6 separate regions of the Mus musculus genome follow, and regions 1, 2, 3, 5 and 6 are each linked to region 4. The links are chromatin contacts, called in public ChIA-PET, HiChIP or PLAC-seq, Micro-C and promoter capture Hi-C maps. All regions are on one chromosome and are shown on one strand. The core of a region is the stretch at or near the end of the contact, and the rest is flanking DNA. Distances in the headings are between cores, read along the strand shown.

What was found. Promoter capture Hi-C pulls out the DNA fragments that hold promoters and counts their contacts. A called contact is a pair of places that touch in the nucleus more often than the background predicts. ChIA-PET counts read pairs in DNA pulled down with a chosen protein or histone mark. HiChIP or PLAC-seq counts read pairs in DNA pulled down with a chosen protein or histone mark.
Region 1: a contact with region 4 is called in a Micro-C map of embryonic stem cells, with 2.9 times the contacts expected there. The contact joins the promoter of Fpgs here to the promoter of Ciz1 in region 4. A contact is called at or near these places in 5 of 39 promoter capture datasets (cranial neural crest, maxillary cranial neural crest, neural stem cells and 2 more), 2 of 484 Hi-C or Micro-C datasets (embryonic stem cells and rod photoreceptor), 2 of 115 datasets of contacts at active chromatin or transcription factors (bone marrow-derived macrophages and memory CD8 T cells) and 2 of 9 other capture datasets (adipose tissue and liver).
Region 2: a contact with region 4 is called in an RNA polymerase II ChIA-PET map of memory CD8 T cells, with 28 read pairs. The contact joins the promoter of Cdk9 here to the promoter of Ciz1 in region 4. A contact is called at or near these places in 5 of 39 promoter capture datasets (cranial neural crest, liver, maxillary cranial neural crest and 2 more), 2 of 484 Hi-C or Micro-C datasets (B cells and regulatory T cells), 2 of 115 datasets of contacts at active chromatin or transcription factors (memory CD8 T cells and pancreatic cancer cells) and 2 of 9 other capture datasets (adipose tissue and liver).
Region 3: an H3K4me3 HiChIP or PLAC-seq map of bone marrow-derived macrophages shows a contact between it and region 4, with 2.5 times the contacts expected there. The contact joins the enhancer-like site here to the promoter of Ciz1 in region 4. A contact is called at or near these places in 2 of 39 promoter capture datasets (the 3T3-L1 cell line and liver), 2 of 115 datasets of contacts at active chromatin or transcription factors (bone marrow-derived macrophages and embryonic stem cells) and 1 of 9 other capture datasets (adipose tissue).
Region 5: a FOXA1 HiChIP or PLAC-seq map of pancreatic cancer cells shows a contact between it and region 4. The contact joins the promoter of Stxbp1 here to the promoter of Ciz1 in region 4. A contact is called at or near these places in 1 of 39 promoter capture datasets (stem cell-derived epiblast-like cells), 2 of 115 datasets of contacts at active chromatin or transcription factors (bone marrow-derived macrophages and pancreatic cancer cells) and 1 of 9 other capture datasets (liver).
Region 6: a promoter capture Hi-C map of liver shows a contact between it and region 4, with 2.4 times the contacts expected there. The contact joins the enhancer-like site here to the promoter of Ciz1 in region 4. A contact is called at or near these places in 4 of 39 promoter capture datasets (hippocampal neurons, liver, neural stem cells and 1 more) and 3 of 115 datasets of contacts at active chromatin or transcription factors (effector CD8 T cells and embryonic stem cells).

Annotation. Positions count from the first base shown.
Region 1 is chr2:32,692,833-32,695,591 of GRCm38.p6, reverse strand. Fpgs (folylpolyglutamyl synthetase) reads left to right here and starts at 1,417. Exons shown (of 15, transcript NM_010236.2): 1 at 1,417-1,603. The coding sequence starts at 1,466.
Region 2 is chr2:32,711,029-32,714,041 of GRCm38.p6, reverse strand. It overlaps Cdk9 (cyclin-dependent kinase 9 (CDC2-related kinase)), which reads left to right and starts at 1,258. Exons shown (of 7, transcript NM_130860.3): 1 at 1,258-1,477; 2 at 1,930-2,011. The coding sequence starts at 1,386. Mir2861 (microRNA 2861) reads left to right here and starts at 1,154; the gene lies at 1,154-1,235. It overlaps Mir3960 (microRNA 3960), which reads left to right and starts at 1,070; the gene lies at 1,070-1,142. Gm33457 (a long non-coding RNA gene) reads right to left here and starts at 732. Exons shown (of 2, transcript XR_001783272.2): 1 at 1-732.
Region 3 is chr2:32,037,442-32,040,141 of GRCm38.p6, reverse strand. Nup214 (nucleoporin 214) reads right to left here. Exons shown (of 36, transcript NM_172268.2): 30 at 1,970-2,040; 31 at 666-819. Among named protein-coding and RNA genes, the nearest start is that of Mir7674, 12 kb to the left of the region's middle. Within about 2 kb of position 1,286, at least 110 of the 459 cell types and tissues checked have an H3K27ac peak or open chromatin away from gene starts, as enhancers often do. A contact at or near this core is called in bone marrow-derived macrophages, where this site is marked.
Region 4 is chr2:32,361,912-32,364,742 of GRCm38.p6, reverse strand. It overlaps Ciz1 (CDKN1A interacting zinc finger protein 1), which reads right to left and starts at 1,545. Exons shown (of 17, transcript NM_028412.2): 1 at 1,445-1,545; 2 at 764-938; 3 at 409-524. The coding sequence starts at 933.
Region 5 is chr2:32,845,738-32,848,605 of GRCm38.p6, reverse strand. It overlaps Stxbp1 (syntaxin binding protein 1), which reads left to right and starts at 1,374. Exons shown (of 19, transcript NM_009295.2): 1 at 1,374-1,551. The coding sequence starts at 1,515. It overlaps Gm13524 (predicted gene 13524), which reads right to left and starts at 2,670. Exons shown (of 2, transcript NR_166175.1): 1 at 2,171-2,670; 2 at 1-849.
Region 6 is chr2:32,073,062-32,075,986 of GRCm38.p6, reverse strand. All of the region lies in intron 1 of Fam78a (family with sequence similarity 78, member A), which reads left to right. Among named protein-coding and RNA genes, the nearest start is that of Fam78a, 9.2 kb to the left of the region's middle. Within about 2 kb of position 1,411, at least 31 of the 459 cell types and tissues checked have an H3K27ac peak or open chromatin away from gene starts, as enhancers often do. A contact at or near this core is called in liver, where this site is marked.

The DNA of each region.
Region 1 (2,759 bases), core at 168-2,667, 330 kb before region 4:
GAACAGTCCTTGCTTATTTAAAATAGAAATCTCTGCTAAATATTTAAGCCCAATGTAGAAAAGCAGGAGAGATTGAAAACCCATTGCTGTTGTCCAGTGCCTTCCACAAATGGAAGTACCTCACCTACAATAAGGTGAGACTACTGTTCCCTCCCCCAGAGGGCCCTCAAATCCACTTTCTACCACGGGGGAGTTTCCAACGCCCCAATAAGATTACACACCTTCCCCTAAAGCCAGCAAATTTACTCCAATTTATTTATTTATTTGTTTGTTTGTTTGTTTGTTTGTTTTCGAGACAGGGTTTCTCTGTACAGCCCTGGCTGTCCTGGAACTCACTCGGTAGACCAGGCTGGCCTCAAACTCAGAAATCTGCCTGCCTCTGCCTCCCGAGTGCTGGGATTAAAGGCGTGCGCCACCACTGCCCAGCCAAAATTTTTTTATCTTTACTTAATATTTTTGCCTGTTTGCATTGTGCTTTTGGAGGCCAGAGTCGGGTCAGATCCCCAGTTTGGAGTCTACAATTGTGAGCCGCAGTGTGGGTCCTAAGACTTGAACCTTGAGACTTAACCACTGAGCCATTTCTCCAAACCTAATTTCATACGGGGCTCCAGGTCCCTGCTGATGAAGCATCCCGGGAGCAACCCGGTCCAACCAAATGGAAGTCTTTCCCACTGTCTCCTTCTTAGCCTGGAAATCCCCCCCCCGAACCCCACAGGCCTCGATAGGGGTGTCATTCTTCCGGGAAGTCTTCCTAGGCTTCTAGAGTGAGTTAAGAGTCTGGAGAGGCCGGGCGTGGTGGCACACGCCTTTAATCCCAGCACTTGGGAGGCAGAGGCAGGCGGATTTCTGAGTTCGAGGCCAGCCTGGTCTACAGAGTGAGCTGCAGTTCAGCCAGGGCTGTACAGAGAAACCCTGTCTCGAAAAACCGAAGGGGAAAAAAAAAAAAAGCCTGGAGAGACGGGGTCATATTCTTGACCGAAAAGGCTGCATCCCCACTGTCTGCGTGAGCCAGGACATTTCGGTGCTGGGAATTGATGACACAGGCATCTGCCAGCCCTGTAATTCTATTCCAGCTCAGAGCTTCTCTGCCAAGGAGTCGGGACTGAGAACTGCTGGCTCGGATTGGCTATTTTTGGATGTACAGCGAAGTCCTTAAGACCTGGCACAGACCTGTGGAGGATAGCGACGAAAAGAGTACAGAGTTCCTTTAAGATGGAGGACCCCCTCCCAGGAACACCCTCTTCCCTCCACCCTCCCCGGCAGAGCGCCCCCTAGAAGCATGGCGAGAGCAGCGCACCTCCGGACCATCTGCCCCTCACAAAGATGGCCGTGATAAGGCGCTGCTTCTCATTGGTCCGGGAAAATCTAGAGACTCGGATTGGTGGGTCTTAGGATGGCGTCAGGGCGGGGCGGGGCGAAGCGGGGCGGCTCCGGCCCAGGCCTAGCTTGCGGTGGCATTAAGACTATGTCGTGGGCGCGGAGCCGACTGTGCTCGACTCTGTCCCTGGCAGCTGTTTCTGCGCGTGGTGCAACGACGGAGGGCGCGGCGCGGCGGGGGATGAGCGCGTGGCCAGCGCCACAGGAGCCGGGCATGGAGTATCAGGTTTCTGACCGTTCCCGCGGGCAAACGGTCCCGTACTGACACGTGGGCAGCACCGGAGCCTTGCTCCGCTCTCCGCCAGCTGCTGGGGGCACCGGAGCATGAAGTTGCGGGGCTCGAGAGGCGGGGACATCCCAGAGCCCAGGGGAGGTGACAGAGACCGGAAAGTTGAGCTCAGGTGGCCCGATGTGGGAATTCTGAGAGCGCGTGTCCGGTGTTGCAGAGGGAATGGGCGCAGGTGACACACCAGAACGTCCAGAATCTGAATTGAGTTTTAGAAGTTCCAATGCAGGGCAATGCAGGATGAAGGGAAGGGAGGAGTTCTGGAGTACAGAGTGGAAGTACCCAGGAGGATCTGGGATTGGGGTCTCCAAGACTCGAAGACTGGAATCTAAGTATTCAGAATTGACCGGCGGGCAGGCAGAAAAAGAGGCAATAAAGAGACCAAGAATCTAGAACAAACTGTAGATTACAAACTGTGCCAGGGTCAGTTGTCAATGACCAGAACTTAATGCTGGCCAGGCAGGTGGCACCGGTTTAGGGCTGTGAGGCTTCCAGCCAAGCCTTGAGGATAAGAGGGCAGGCGACCCAGCTGGTGCCCGAAAGGAACTGCCTAAGCACAGGTTTCTCAGAATGTAGGGTAATTGAAACACACGACTGGATTTATATCCTCAAATGCCTCTCATTTAGGCCTCTCTGTTTATTTTCTGTTTCCACTCCCATCCCCCAAAGCCGTCTCCTGAGGCTGTCTGTACCCACCTGTGGATTCTGGCCCGACAACTCTTGAGTGTACTTTCCCTCCCTCTGTACCTCCTCTTCCAGATCTAATTGCTTACTTACATTGTCTTGTCTTAGGGTTAGAAGGTGGAACTCTCAAATATTCCAAAATTCAAAGTTCCTAGATTTCTAACGTCCTGGCCCCCACTCAGTGGGTGTCCAGTATAGTGGTAGAGAGATTAAGGAAAAAACCTTCCTTCCAGGGTTGGTCTTGTGTGTGAAGGCTGAGGGCATAGAAGCTTGGGGAAGGCAGCCCAGGAAATGAAGGTCCGTTAATCTTGCCAGCTTTACCTGGCACTCCCTGGGTGGGGCTAGCTTGCCCATGGCTCCCATCTTTGCTAGAACTGGAGATATGCCAGGGCTGTCCCACCAAATAGCTGTC
Region 2 (3,013 bases), core at 9-2,508, 350 kb before region 4:
TTTCAAGACAGTAGAGGAAGACAGAACAGACTTCAGACTCTCCTCTCTGTCTCTCTGTGTTATTGTTGTTTTTCCTGGCTGTCCTGGAACTGGCTCTGTAGACCAGGCTGGCCTGGAACTCAGAAATCCATCTGCCTCTGCCAAGTGCTGGGATTAAAGGCGTGCGCCATCAAGGCCCGGCTCACGCCCATTTCAAAAGCATCAGGAGTGCCGGCTCAATGTTAACAGTTTTGGGGATGATTGACTCTGGACAGACCAGCTTTGGCGCGGCTCTGTGAAGGAAGGTTGTAGTAGATCCATCCTGACAACACAAGATCCAAGGGTTTAGGCCTGAGCGTTGATCGCTCACCGCCCACAGTGTCGCCGCGCCCCCTGGCGGCCGTCAGTTGCCATGTCAACGGCGGGTGGCTGAGACGACGGAGGCGGCAGCGGGGGCAGTTCTCTCTTCCCCTGGCCTCAAGGCCGCTCCCACGGCACCTCCTGCCTTCGCCTCACCGGGAGCACACTCCCGGTCCTGGAAGAAGGGCCATTCTGTAGCAGCTGGCATTCGGGGGATAAACTGAGGCACGCAGGAGGGAGCCGCAGGCAGGTGTCTAGTGCGGAGCCCCACCTCCAAAGGCAGAGGAGGGGCTGCGAGCAGTGACGCGCCGAGGGCGGACGCTGGACTGGGAGCGGGAGGGCGGGAGGCGGCGGCGGCAGGTGCGGCTGCGAAGGGTGGGAGGAGGAGGGAGGGGGTGGGCGGAGGGGGAGGGGAGGCCAGGACGGGCACCTCCCCCTTTATAACGCGCCCCCTCCCGGGCTTTCGGGCCGCCTCCTCGTCTGCTCTGCCTATCTCGCCCCCTTGCCCTGCCGCCCCGGGCCGGGCTTGGCCAGGGAGCCTCCGCCCCCAGGCCTTCCCCCCACCACCACCCGCCGCCCCGCGCAGCCCGGCGGAGGCGGCGCCGTCGGAGGAGGAGGAGCAGGGCACTGCGGCTGGCCCCGGATCGGGAGCCAGAGCGGCAGCAGCTTCGGCAGCAGCACGGCCCGGGCCAATGCAGCGGGACGCACCGCCGCGAGCCCCAGCCCCAGCGCCACGGCTTCCTGCGCCCCCGATCGGGGCCGCCAACAGCGCTGGCGGCGGCGGCGGAGGCGGGGGCAGTGGCGGCGGCGGAGGCTCCTCTGCAGCTCCGGCTCCCCCTGGCCTCCCGGGAACTACAAGTCCCAGGGGGCCTGGCGGCGGGCGGAGACCGGAAGAGGCGGGCTCGGCACCTCGAGGCCGGAAGTGGCCGTGGAGGCGGAAGTGGCGCGGCCGCGGAGGGGCCTGGAGTGTGGCGGGACCGGGAGCGGCGGGAGCTGCGGCTGGGGGCGGCGGCGGCGGCGGCGGCGGAGGCGCGCTGGAGGTGGCCATGGCCAAGCAGTACGACTCGGTGGAATGCCCGTTCTGCGATGAGGTCACCAAGTACGAGAAACTTGCCAAGATCGGCCAAGGCACATTCGGGTAAGATTAGGCCGCGTGGGACCGCGAGCCCGGGACCTGCACTTTCCAGGGCCGACGTCGGGTCGCCCAGAGCCCGGGCCGAGGTGGTCCGGAAGCTTCTGTTTTCGTGGCTGTTGCCCGGTCTTGCTCGGCCGCGGCGCAGACGTTCCCGGCCCAACCGAGCCGACTGGCGGGGAGGAGCCTGGGGCCCGTGATGGGGGTTGGGTAGGGTTGCTGAGAGCCACTCCGAATGTGAGCGGCCACCTCTAGGGGAGGAGTAGGGGCTGAGTAGGAGTAAGCAGAGGCCGGGAGGAGGACGGAAGACACGCGGTGTGGAATGACCGCGTCCCGGATCCGAGGCCGCACCCCGCCCGCCGTGGGTCTGGGCTCCTGCTGCTCCCCTTCGCGCGGGGGAGGGGCACTCCCTGCGGAAATGCCTTATGGGTCCCTTGGGTCTTTCTCTGTGCCTGCAGGGAAGTCTTTAAAGCCAAGCACCGTCAGACGGGCCAGAAGGTGGCTCTGAAGAAAGTGTTGATGGAGAATGAGAAGGAGGGGGTGAGTATATGGACCACTGGGCCGACCTTCTTCTAACCTGGCTGGGTTTCCACACCGCTACTTCAAAGGGTTTTGTGCTGAGATTCGACCTAGTGTTTTTCGGTTTTCCATGGAACAAGGAATTTGGCTTTCCATTTACACTGTTGAGCTTTAGTGGCAGAGTTCTGTGGGAGCCACGGGAGGGAGCCTGTGCTTTTCCCATGGAGTGCAGGTTGACTCTAGAAAACTTTCAGCTTAGCTTGGCGTTGAATTTTGTTTTGTATGAAGAGACCATTTGTGCACAAGCCGTTTAAAAGGCCGCTGAGCTTAAGGTGATGTTCTGAAAGGTGTTGTTTCCATCAGCCTCAGCAGCATTGCCTTTGTAAGGAAAATGCTGTTTGTCTTACTTTGCGTCTATAGGGTCTTCTGTTTTCTGGCATGTCTGTGTACAGCACTATTCTCCAGTACCTGGGTACCTGAGGAAGCCAGAAAGGTGTGCCAGGTTGCCTTGGATCATTTGGGACAAAAGATCCACTGTGTGGGTGCTGGGAATTGAACCTGGGTCCTGGGGGAGGATAGCCAGTGCTGTGGTGTGTGTGTTTCCCTGAAACAGGGACTCTATGTTTTGTTTGACACAAAATCTCTCTGTAGCCCCAACTGTCCTGGAACTCACTGTTTGGTCCAGGCTGTTCTCAGACTCACAGAGGATCAACTGCCTGTGTTTCCTGACTGCTGGAAATAAAGGGCTGGACTGCCACACGTGACCATAGCCAGTTTCCTTAACCATTCAACTATCTCCATTCCCAGGAAATTTCTTGATCTTTTTGGTTTTTTTGAGACAGGGTTTCTCTGTGTAGCCCTGGCTGACCTGGAACTCACTTTGTAGACTAGGCTGGCCTTGAACTCAGAAATCCACCTGCCTCTGCCTCCCAAGTGCTGGGATTAAAGGCGTGCGCCACCACTGCCCCACAAATTTCTTGATCTTAACTCACAAGTGTTAGTGACAAAATGTTTATCCTTATT
Region 3 (2,700 bases), core at 37-2,536, 320 kb after region 4:
ACAGAAAACATTGCTCTTCATGCCACAGGCCTTAATATGAGGAAAAGAGCTGAGAGATGCAGACACTACACTCATTAATGTGGACAGCTCAACACAGCACTTAAGTGGAAGCAGGTAAGGCAAGGATGGCAAGAATACAACTTGCCATCCATCCACTGCAGCAGTCTATAGCATCTTTTCCTTCTAACCGTGATAGACAGATCAACACAACATGGGAAATCAGGTGGAGAAAAACGTGCTAGGAAATCCAGCTTCGGGGGAAAAGGCAGCAGAGGTAAATCAGAGAAACATGCAGGCCCGAGCCCACACTAGTGCACTTCAGCGTCAGAGGAGTCAGGTGAGCAGAAGCCCTGTGCCTGGGTGGGGCTCATGGCTGCTGTCTGTCACACTGCCTTCAGGTAACCTCAGGGTAGAAAACAAGAGTGAGCGTGGCCTTAGGAGAGAAAACAGAAGCAGCCTGTCACACTCATCTGTCCCCAAAGCTCTACTGTCCTTTCATAGGTAAGGAGGACTCCTTATTAAAACAACAATAACCACAAAAGTAGAGCAGTGTAGGTGAAGACCCTCTCTAGCTTCAGCCCTTTCTGTATTTGTTTCTTCTGTATTTGTATTTGAAGCTTTGACATGAGTGGGTCGCGGAGCTGGGAAAACTCTTCTCAACTCACTTGGGGCAGCTGTAGATCCAAAGCCCCCACCGGCTGAGCTGAAGGGGTTTTTGTTGGCAGCATCCTGGCTGGGTTTTCCTCCAAGGCCACTGAAGAAACCGCCCCCTCTTGTAGCATTTCCAGACCCAAACACGCCACCACTGGAAGTGGATGACTGCTGAAAAAAACAAGTGGGGGTGAGGAGGGGAATAGGAAGCAAGGAAGGATTAGAGATCATTGTAAAACTGCAGGCACAGCCTGGCTGGACAGCCCACAGCCAGGGCAGATGGGCAAAGAGAACTCTCACCATCTCTGGAAGAGACACTCTGGAACAGCCCCAGGAGAGGCTGATTCTGGAAGGCTCCCTACAAATCTGAGGTTCTTTGGTTACTGCATTTAGAGTAGGTGGCAATGCTTATCTGCCATGCTTTCTGCACTGTCTGACTCAATACCAGGGGCAGGGAAACCAAGCATTACAGATTTACAAATCGTTTGAGAACAGGGAGAAGCTCCGATGTCTTCACTAGTGTCAGGTGACGTCATGAGCAATGACTCGTGATTTACAGGCGTTTCTCTCCACTGTGCACTTCTCATTCACAATGACTTGCCCAGTGCTGCCAAGAGCAGCCTAAATTAGCCCCGTTGCTGAAATGATGAGCACTGTTGAATTGCATCCAAACACTCAGAGGATGCTGCACTCGGGGCACATGCTGACTCAGAGCTGCACAAGCTCCAGGCACTCTTTCTGTTTAGAATCCGGTCCTTTCAGAGACCAGCTTGTGGTTTGGGGGCTGCTCACATTAGTTAAGCTGACATTGGGTGATGATGCAGAATAAGACAGGCTTTAGGAAAGGCAGCAGTGCAGAGGAACAATGGGGACTGCCAGCTGAGGGGCACGGTGGTGTGAGACAGAAACCTGCTCACTTCAAAATGTTGGGAAATGAACCGTTATAGAGAAATGAGGGCTTGCTTACGCATATCACTGTACTAAAATTAGAATGTGCCGAGCGTGGTGGCGCACACCTTTAATCCCAGCACTCGGGAGGCAGAGGCAGGCAGATTTCTGAGTTCGAGGCCAGCCTGGTCTACAGAGTGAGTTCCAGGACAGCCAGAGCAACTCAGAGAAATCTGTCTGGAAAGAATCCGAAAAAGGAAAAGAAAAAGGAAAAGAAGAAAAAGAAAAGAAAAAAGGAAAAGAAAAAGAAGGAAAAAGGAACTGTATGTGGTTGCTTGCCAGCCTGGACCCTGAGCATAAACTAAGTCTATTACACTGGGAAAAAACTAGACAGATGATCACACAGAGAGAGACAATCATGTATACTTACCTGGCCAAAGACTGACCCACCAGTGTTGGCTGCCTGGCCAAACACAGAACCAGTATTACTAGACCCAAAACCTGTAAGACACAAAGACAAAGATTCAATTTGGAGAAATCTTTTTTAAACATCAAAATTAAACCCAAACCCAAACCCAAACCCAATCAAAACACCCACAGCCTATAGATGTGTTATGAACGTCACTGGATGTAAAAGCCATCACTGGCCTTCTCCAGGGGTGAGTGTACCTGCTCCAGTACTAAACCGCTGGAAAAGATAGGCCTATTTATGTAGCCATGGCATGAATGTATGGAAGTAAACTATCACTTTCTGCTTAGAGGCCTGCTCCACAGGAGGAAATTCATTCCTGGCACTGTAAACAAACTGGTTAAAATCCCAGGCTGACAAGGTCATACACTGGCGGGGAGAAGCTATTATTGTTGTTCTGCTAAATAGACAAGTCCAATTTCTTTCTGAATACTTGTACTTACACCCACAGATTAACACTGCTCTCAGTCTTAGTCACAGCAGCTTTTTGAAGTGGGCAGTTGGTTAGTGAAGAGACTGCTAACTGTGCTGAGACTAAGAGACTGTCCGGTGTCTTACCCTAAGTTGGACTAAAGGCTCCCAGAATACTTTGGAAGACAGAGCAAGAAGTATAAAGAATTGAAGAGCATGACCATCGGCAGGAAGAGAGTAAAACTGTTTTCTAAATACGACATGACTGCTGTGCTCAGGGG
Region 4 (2,831 bases), core at 296-2,795:
TGACCTGCTGTGGGATTTTTTTCTCTCTCGAATCATCCACGCATCTTTTGAAAGTCACCCCGAAAGGCTGTCCACGCTGGGGTCCTGGTAGGGATACCAAGTGATGGCTGTCTAATTAGCTTCTACCTGTGTTGTGACTATGGGCACATGGTCCCTCTTCTGGGCCTCAGGTTGCTATCCTCATTTGTAGAGGGGGGTTACGGGTGTGCCTCCCCTTAGGTTTATCAGCAGAGGCAGGAACGGCCAGCACCGTAGCCCGGTAACCCTGTACTTAGCAGAGTAGCCTGTGGACTTCATCTCCTGGGAGCCTGGTATCTTCATCTATAAGGATGCTGTTAGGGCCGCTGTGAGTGTTGGTAAGAATGAATGGGTTAGGAAGAAGCTGAGGGCCACGGGGAACTGCCATACCTTGCAACTGCTGTAGGAGCAAAGCTCTTTGCAGCATGGGGCCATTGAGCAGGGAGGTCGAGTGGAGGCCCTGGAGACTCAGAAGCTGTTGCGGGGATGACTGCTGGGGGAGGCCCCTGTGTGATGGGAGTAGGGTGTCAGAGGGGTCCTGGGAAAGCCATCTACCCGGAGGTCTCTCACCTCCATTCTCTCCATCTCAATGGCAGATGGAGGATCCCCTCCAAGGTAGAAACTGATGACATTTAATACTCAAACAAGGATGCCCCTGGGGAAAAAATAACTACTGGGAGCCAGGCTCCAAAATGTGGGTCTGAGCCGTCAGACCTCAGACTGCTCCTGGAAGTGGAAAACTCACCGGCTGACAGGAATGGACAAGGAGGCCTGTGGTGGGGACTGTTGCAGCAGCTGTTGGAGCTGCAGTATCTGCTGTTGCTGCTGCTGGAGCTGCTGCTGCTGGAGCTGCTGCTGCAACTGTTGCTGCTGCTGCTGCAACTGTTGCTGCTGCTGGAGTTGCGGGTTGAACATGGTGGCTGAAGGGGGTATGGTGGGTAGGGTCAGATCACCACTTTGGGATGATCCAGCTTCTCTCCCCTCCCAAAACACCCACCCCAGCATAACGCCTGCTAAGCTTCACCGCTACACAGTCCCACCCACGCCAAGAGCACGCTGCATTTATACCCGGGGCTTCGGGGCTTCCAGTTCTTCCGGTCAGCTGCCAGAACAGGATACACACACAGACACGCCTTCAGTTCTTTATCTTCCCTCCCATCTCTTCAACTCTGGCGGTCCAACCTTCTAATCGGAGCACACCTTTCCACTCCCATCTCCTGCCTGTCAGTCACTCTACACTTCCTGGTGCTTCCCGTGCACACTTCCCTGTTTTGGATTCCGCTGTCCTCTCCCTAAATTGTGTCACTTAAATCCATGAACCCTGGATGGGAAACGCTTCCGTCCGCCGCAGCACACCCCCACCCCGCTCCGTTGTCCCTCATCCCTCCACTCCCTTCCCTCGCAGATATAGCCAACGCCACTTAACTAATCCTGTGGCCTCGCCTGTCCACAAAGCCCGTAGGCTCTCTGCAAGTAGCCGCTATCCCTGCGGTCCACCCTTCCCGGGGTGCCCAACCCTCCTCCACTGTCGCTTCCGGGGCGGGCACCACACTGGCTCCCCCTCACCTCCCGGCAATCCACGAAAACCGAAACCGTGAAAGCCACGAGCTGACTCGTAAGGCGGGCTCCGGAGCTCCCGGGCTGCTCGGGACGGTGACCGGACCGGGACACTCCGAAGGCCCAGCGGCTGGCCACTCCCGCGCAGAGCGCCCTCTGGAGGTGCGGAGGCCTCAGCGCGGACGCCGCGGCGGGCGAACAAGCCTCGCGCGCAGGTCACGTCGCGGGGACCGCGACCAATCTGCAATCGCTAGAGCCGCGGTGGCTCCCAGGTGCTATGAGGCGCCGGGCAGCGTAGGCTCCTGTCCCCAGATCCCAGCATCGGGAAGGGGCGATTCTGAGTTCCCACGGCCGTCTGTTTATCTGGCAGGGGCAAAGGGGACCGACAGTCGGTCAGATCCCAACTGACCTCCCCAATGCCACCACTGTCCCCAGATCCCGAGCCCGCGTGGGGCTGGGACAAGAGCAAGCGGGCGCGCGTATGTGTGGTGAATTCAGCTTTAAAAAAATAGTTTTGTTTTTTACATTTTTTTAAAAAAGATTTAGTTTATGTGTATGAGTGTTTTGAACGTATGTGTATCTGTATATCGTGTATATCTTGTACATCCTGGAACTAGAGTTAGAAACATTTGTGAATTGTCTTGTGAGTGCTAGGAATCGAACCCAGCTCCTCTGCAAGAACAAGTGCTCTTAACCACTGAGCTATCTCTCCTCATCCCCGTTTTTTGTTTTTTTGTTTTTGTTTTTTTTTGTTTTTTGTTTTTTTTTGGTTTTTTTTTTTTTTGGTTTTTTTTTTTTTTTTTTTGGTTTTTGGTTTTTTGAGGCAGGGTTTCTCTGTATAGCCCTGGCTGTCCTGGCACTCACTTTGTAGACCAGGCTGGCCTCGAACTCAGAAATCCGTCTGCCTCTGCCTCCCGAGTGCTGGGATTAAAGGCGTGCGCCACCACGCCCGCCTCTCACCCCCGTCTTTTAAATATGTATTCTTATTTCAGGTGTATGAATGTTTTGCCTGCATGTATGTGTGTGTACTTTGTATGTGCCTAGTGCTTGCAGAGGTCTAAAGAGGGCATCTGATCCCCTAGGAAGAAGTTTGTGGATGGTTGTGAGCCACCTGTGGGAGTGCTGGGAGCTGAACCTGGGTCCTTTGGAAGAAGAACAAACGTTAACCACTTAACAAGTTCCCAAGCCTCTGATTTCCTTTTCCGTTTCATTGTGTTGTGTAGCAATGGCTACATATGGAAACTCACTATAGACCA
Region 5 (2,868 bases), core at 125-2,624, 480 kb before region 4:
TGTTTGTAAAGATAGCGATTTTCTGTGTAGCCCTGGCTGTCCCTCAACTTGTTCTATAGACCAGGCTTTTCTGAAACTTGCTCTGTAGACCAGACTGGTCTCAAACTCAGGGACCCCCTAGCTTTCTGTCTCCTGAGTGCTAGGACTAAAGGTATGTGTTACCACACCTGGCTCCTTTGTGATTTTTCCTTTTAAAAATGTTTTTAAAAAAGATTTATTCATGCATGTATTTTATGTATGTGGGTATTCTGTTGGCATGTATGCACATCAGAAGAGGGCATTTGGTCCTACTAGATACAGTCACAGACAATTGTGAGCTGTCATGTGAATGCTAAGACTTTAACTGAGGACCTCTGGAAGAACAGCCAGTGCTCTTAACCACTGAGCCATCTCTCCAGCCCCATCCTTTGTGATTTTTAAGTTAGTTGGACTTGTTCATTTTTTCTTTGCACTTTATTTTATTTTCCACCATCAGGGATCAAAGTGGAGACCTTGCATATAACAAGCAAGTGCTCCACCTCTGAGGTACGTCTCCTACTCTTGTTCTGTATTTCCAAAGCAACCTTCTTCATTAGCAAAGATGGAACCTCGAAAACCAGTATGTGACCATGTAGACAGGAGGAAGGAGATGCTGAGTCCAGAGTTGATTCTGTAGTATTTCCTAATTAGATTTGGACTTTGGAAACTACTGGATTTGTTCCATGTCTTGTGCACGAGTGCAGCTCCAGTATACAGAATATCCATAGTAATTCATATACATAGCTTATACATAGTTATGGGAGAATAATATTCATTAGTGACTGATAGATAAATGGTACAACAGCAAGCGCCTCGGGTGTGTTTTTGTACCTGAAAATGAAGATTAGAAATGATGTTCGGTTATTGCGCGAATTTAGTAAAATGATACCTGAAAGGTGTGTAACACAGAGCTTAGCTCTCCATCAATGGTAAACAGACCACAGAGACACAGGGATAGTGTCAGTGTACTGTAAGCCTATGTTGTGGCTGGGAATGGGACTACAGTTAATAAGAATCTGCTCTCAGAGTTCGGTTTTTTGGCAGGAGAAAATGGAAGGCTCCCAAAAAAGCAGGAAGAGCATCACAGCCTGGCTTTAGGGAGATTCCCATGACCTGGGCAGCCCGTGCAGGGCTGGCGAGGGGATTTTAGGACCCTGAGGCCCTGGCGCGAGCGTGAGGCGCAGGGGAGGGCGCTCCCGGAGCCTGCATCCCGGAGGGCGGGGTCTCGCGCCCGGGCCGCGCTTCTATTGGCGGCAGCGCGCGGGTGACGATGACGGCTGGCGCGAGGCCCCGCCCCGCAGCCCCGCCCCTCCCGCGCGCGCTGGCCGCTACACAGCCTCGCTTTGGCCCGAGTCGCGCCCCCGCGCGGAGTCCGCGCGTCAGTCGGTCCCGAGCGCGACTGCGGGGCGGCGGGCTGCAGACAGCGGGGCGCGCGGCCCGGGGGAGGCGACGGTGTCGCGGGAGGAGCATCGGAGCCCGAAGACTCGAAGAACGCCATGGCCCCCATTGGCCTCAAGGCGGTGGTCGGAGAGAGTAAGTGGCGTCCGGGTGCTGCCCCGGGGCCGGCGAAACCCGTTATTCAGGCGCCGCCCTCCCGGGAGGGATGCCCCTCTGGCTTCCTGCGGCCAGCAGGCTTCCCTGACTCACGCTTCACCCAGATCCCCTCTTCACCTCGGTCCTCCTCACCCCAGACGCCTCCTCAGTCTCTATTCCTCCACCTCTCTTCATCCCATCCCTCCTCCTCATACCTCGCCTTCATAAACATCTCGTTTTCCTTTTTACCTTCATCCATTCACTTCCATCACGCCATCTCTCCCTTCATCCCATCCCTCTCCTCTCTCTCTCTCTCCCTGTTCACCTCCCCCACCCGCGCCTTTATCCCCTCCAGCCCACCACCCTCCTCTGCAGCATCACCCTTCTGCACCCCAACTCTTCTCCAGACGTATTCCTTTCCTACCGTCTCCTTTCCTTGCCTTCTGCATATCCAGAGCTCTCAATTCCGCTCCCCCCCCCCTTTCTTTCTGTCTCCAATCCCTCCCTCTTTCCCACCCTCCCTCGTGAATCGTGACGAACGAAGCCTGGCCTGCGTCCTCCTCCCTCCCTGCCTCCCTCTCCCGGGAGCAGGGCGCTGTCCCCGGCTGCAGAGACCCACCTGGGAGCGGCTGGGCGCGCGCCGCCAGGGCCACTCCTGCCAGCTGGGCAGGGGACACGGGGTTTTCCTGTGGCACTGCTTCCGCAAGGCTCTCTCCGCCTCCCCTTCCCCGGGCTGGACTTAAAGGGAGGGGTCTTAGCTGGTCCGAACCCTTAGAAATCCCAAGGGAAAGGGGAGCAGTTTCGGAGTGTCGCGGGAGGAGTGGCCCCAGCCAGCGCCGCAGTCTGCAGTCTCGCTGCTTGTGGGACTCAGACCTGGGCGTCGCTGCGGGGAAGATGTGACTGTTTATAGGTTTGCATGAAAGGCACAGCAGACATGTTTAAATTTATTTATTTATTTTTTTTTAATAATGGATGGGGAGCGTCGAAGTGAGGGCGGGCTGTCGGTATTCTCAAAGATGGGTGACCTAGGTAGAAAAATAGTGCCTCTTAAGTATTTTGGCACGTCTTTACAATGAAACCGCGTGAACACTGCTGTGACTTTGGCTATCTTTTTAGAGTGAGAGAGAAAATGAAAGTGCCTTTTCCCTGTAGGAGAGGTGGAAATTTACAGTTTCCCTTTTCAGTGATCCTGTTCTATGGCAGCTTCCTCCCCGCCCCCCACCCCCCATCAAATGCAGCATAACTGTTGAGCGTACTAACTGCCTAACCCTTATCTTTTGACTGGTATGAGTAGGGGGGGGGGATACTCTTCCCTGA
Region 6 (2,925 bases), core at 162-2,661, 290 kb after region 4:
CCAGATTGGCCTTAAACTCAGAGATTGCCTGTCTCTGCCTCCTGAGTGTTGGAATTAAAGGTGTGTGCCTCCACCCAGGCACTCCAGTTACATTTGTTTTTAAAGATTTATTTATTTATTATATGTAAGTACACTGTGGCTGTCTTCAGACACACCAGAAGAGGGCGTCAGATTTTGTTACGGGTGGTTGTGAGCCATTATATGGTTGCTGGGATTTGAACTCATGACCTTCAGAAGAGCAGTCGGTGCTTTTACCCTCTGAGCCATCTCACCAGCCCCCAGTTACATTTTTTAAGTGCATAATTTTAAAAGAAAACATTAAGTGAATAGAAAATAGAGGAGACACTCAGACAAGAGCAAAGTGAAGAAAATCCCTGCTGCTTAGGGCACGTGGCCCTGTGACCGGATCGACCTTTGTCCCCTGGCTGTAGAACCCAACACTGAGGAGTTGGGATTCATGACCTCAGGACCCTGAGAATGAACAGGAGAAAAATAGAGCCCCAAGGGGCTGCGTGGTCTGTGTGGTCTGCGTGGGCTGCACGGGGCTGTCTGTGCTGAGGATAAAGCCAGGCCCACAGACAGCTGCTAATCTGCATATGTGAGAAAAGTCTAGAACCTTTGAGAGGGCATTTAAAAAACAAAAACAAAAACGGAGAAACAGGGAAAGTTTACTGCTTTTAGTTTAGCTCAGGGCCATGGATTTGGCGAGTTGTGTGTGTCCCCAAGACCGCGAGGGGGTCTGTACTGGGCTGGCTTCTGGCTGCTGACTTCTGAAGTCCTTGAATTGGGGCGACCCTCTTCAGCAGCGTGGTGTTCCTCCTTGGTCACCAACTGCAGGTCTTCCTGAATCCCCTTCACCCTCCGTCATACATGCTGGTCAGAGAGACCCTCTCTGTGTGCACATGCGTTGCTTTTTTTTGTTTTGTTTTTATAAGCACACAGATGTATATGCATGTATATCTGTTTGCACATGTGTGTGCACATGCATTTGTATACATGTGCATGTGTGCGCTTATATGTGTCTGCATGTGTACAGATGTGACATGTGTGGACATGTGTGAATTTGCGTGCACACATGTGTACATTTATAGATGTGTCTGGGTGTGCACGAGTGTGTGAGGGATAGCTTTGTGCTGTGGTCACAGTGAGTCCTAAAAGTGCCTGTTCCACCTGCAGCTCTGAGGGGTGAACTCCGGGCAGTCAGTGACCCAGCGTGCTGCCGAGGGGCAGAGAGCCAGGCTACAAGCTTTATGGGGCCCATGTATAGGTCAAGTCGTGGATACATGGGAAGGCTCAAGGCGGGTGTGGCTCTGTCCTCTTGGCCTGTGTGGTTCTTCTGGGGAAAGACTGCCCACAAACAGTCGTTTAATTGCCCTGGACCATGTGCCAGGAGACAGTTACAAAGTCCTAATGGTGCTGAACACCGGCCAAGGGCACCCGGCTTGTGTAAAGAGCCAGAGTGGTTTGCCTGGGGTTGTGGCCAGAGCTTGGCAGCTGCCCCCTCCCCCCATCAGAGCAGGAGCAGGGAGACACTAAGGAGGGTGGGAGCTGCAGGGCCAAGGTGGGGAGCTGAGAATTAGCCAAGCAGCAGCCGCATGCACAGGTGAGTGCTTGACCTCTCACAGTAGGCTTAGCAGGATCAGAGTAATGAGACCAAACTTGTGTTTGTAAAAAATCTGAGGGACTTCTGTGAGATCGGGTTAGAATCTGGGAGACCAGGCAGGGCAGTGGAGTCTCTGCCAGGGACCTGGAGTCAAGGTGGTACCAAGTGCCCAGGGCACGGCTCTGGTCCTCATTTCCCTGGCTCTGAGGCAGATCCTCTGCAGACACGGTGAGCACGCACCATGTCACAAGCTGCAGGATTAGAGATGTTGAGGGGATCTAGGGACACCACCTCAGGCGATGCCAGGGGCTCTGAAAGCATGCAGAGGTCCAGGTTCAAGTCTGGGCTTGCCCGCTACTCTGACATCTCACACCCCAGAGGATGAGGACAGAAGCATGGCAGGTGGTCTGGGCAGCAGGTGACTTGTGTACCTCTGCACAGCCTTGGCTGAGAAGGTCCCCGTAGCTGTCACCGCATCCAAGTTCTCAGTATTGGAATATTCCTGTGTTTTCATTCCTCACGAGGTCTCAGGGTCTGGTGACTTGGGTTTTGTTTTGTCTTGTGTGTTAGGGGGTTTCATGAAGTCAAAGCAGCCTCCAGGTTTCTGACCTTGAACACTTGGTCTCTTGCCTCTGCCTTCCCGAGAGCCCGGACTTCAGGCCTCAGCGTCTCGTCCCATGCAGGTCAGGAAGGCTGAGTGTCAAGGCTAAGGTCTGAGTTCGCCCTTCCAGAGCAAAGTGCACCCCTACAGAAGTAGCCAGCCTTGTGGTGACCATCTTGTCACTTGTGGGAATGTGTACAGCATAAAAGGCCTTTAATGCCAACCCTTGGGAGGCAGAGCACAACATCTGAGTTTGAGAGGCCAGCCTGGTCTATACAGCAAGTTCCAGGACAGCCAGGGTTATACTGAAAAACCCTGTCTGGAAAAACCAAAATCCAAAACAAGACAAAACAAACAAAAAGAGTTCAAGGCCGGCTTCAGCTCTAGGGAGAGTTTGGAGCCATCTTGCTTTATATGAGAACCCTGTCTTTCTTATTTTATTGTGCAGTCTGCCTTTTGACCGCTAGATCCTCAAGAGTGCTAGCTTACTGGACATGGTCTTTCCAGACAGGATTTCTCCGTATAGCCCTGGCCATGCTGAACTCACGGAGATCCGCCTGCCTCTGCCTCCCAAGTGCTGGGCTTAAAGGCGTGAGCCAGCAGGCCCTGCATCCTGAAGCCTTTAAGGTCTCCTGTTACTCCAGCTGTGGCAGGTGGTGTGAATACACTGTCTCTCTAGGAAAGCCTGGGGTGGGCTTGGATGCTATTGGAGTGGATGCTG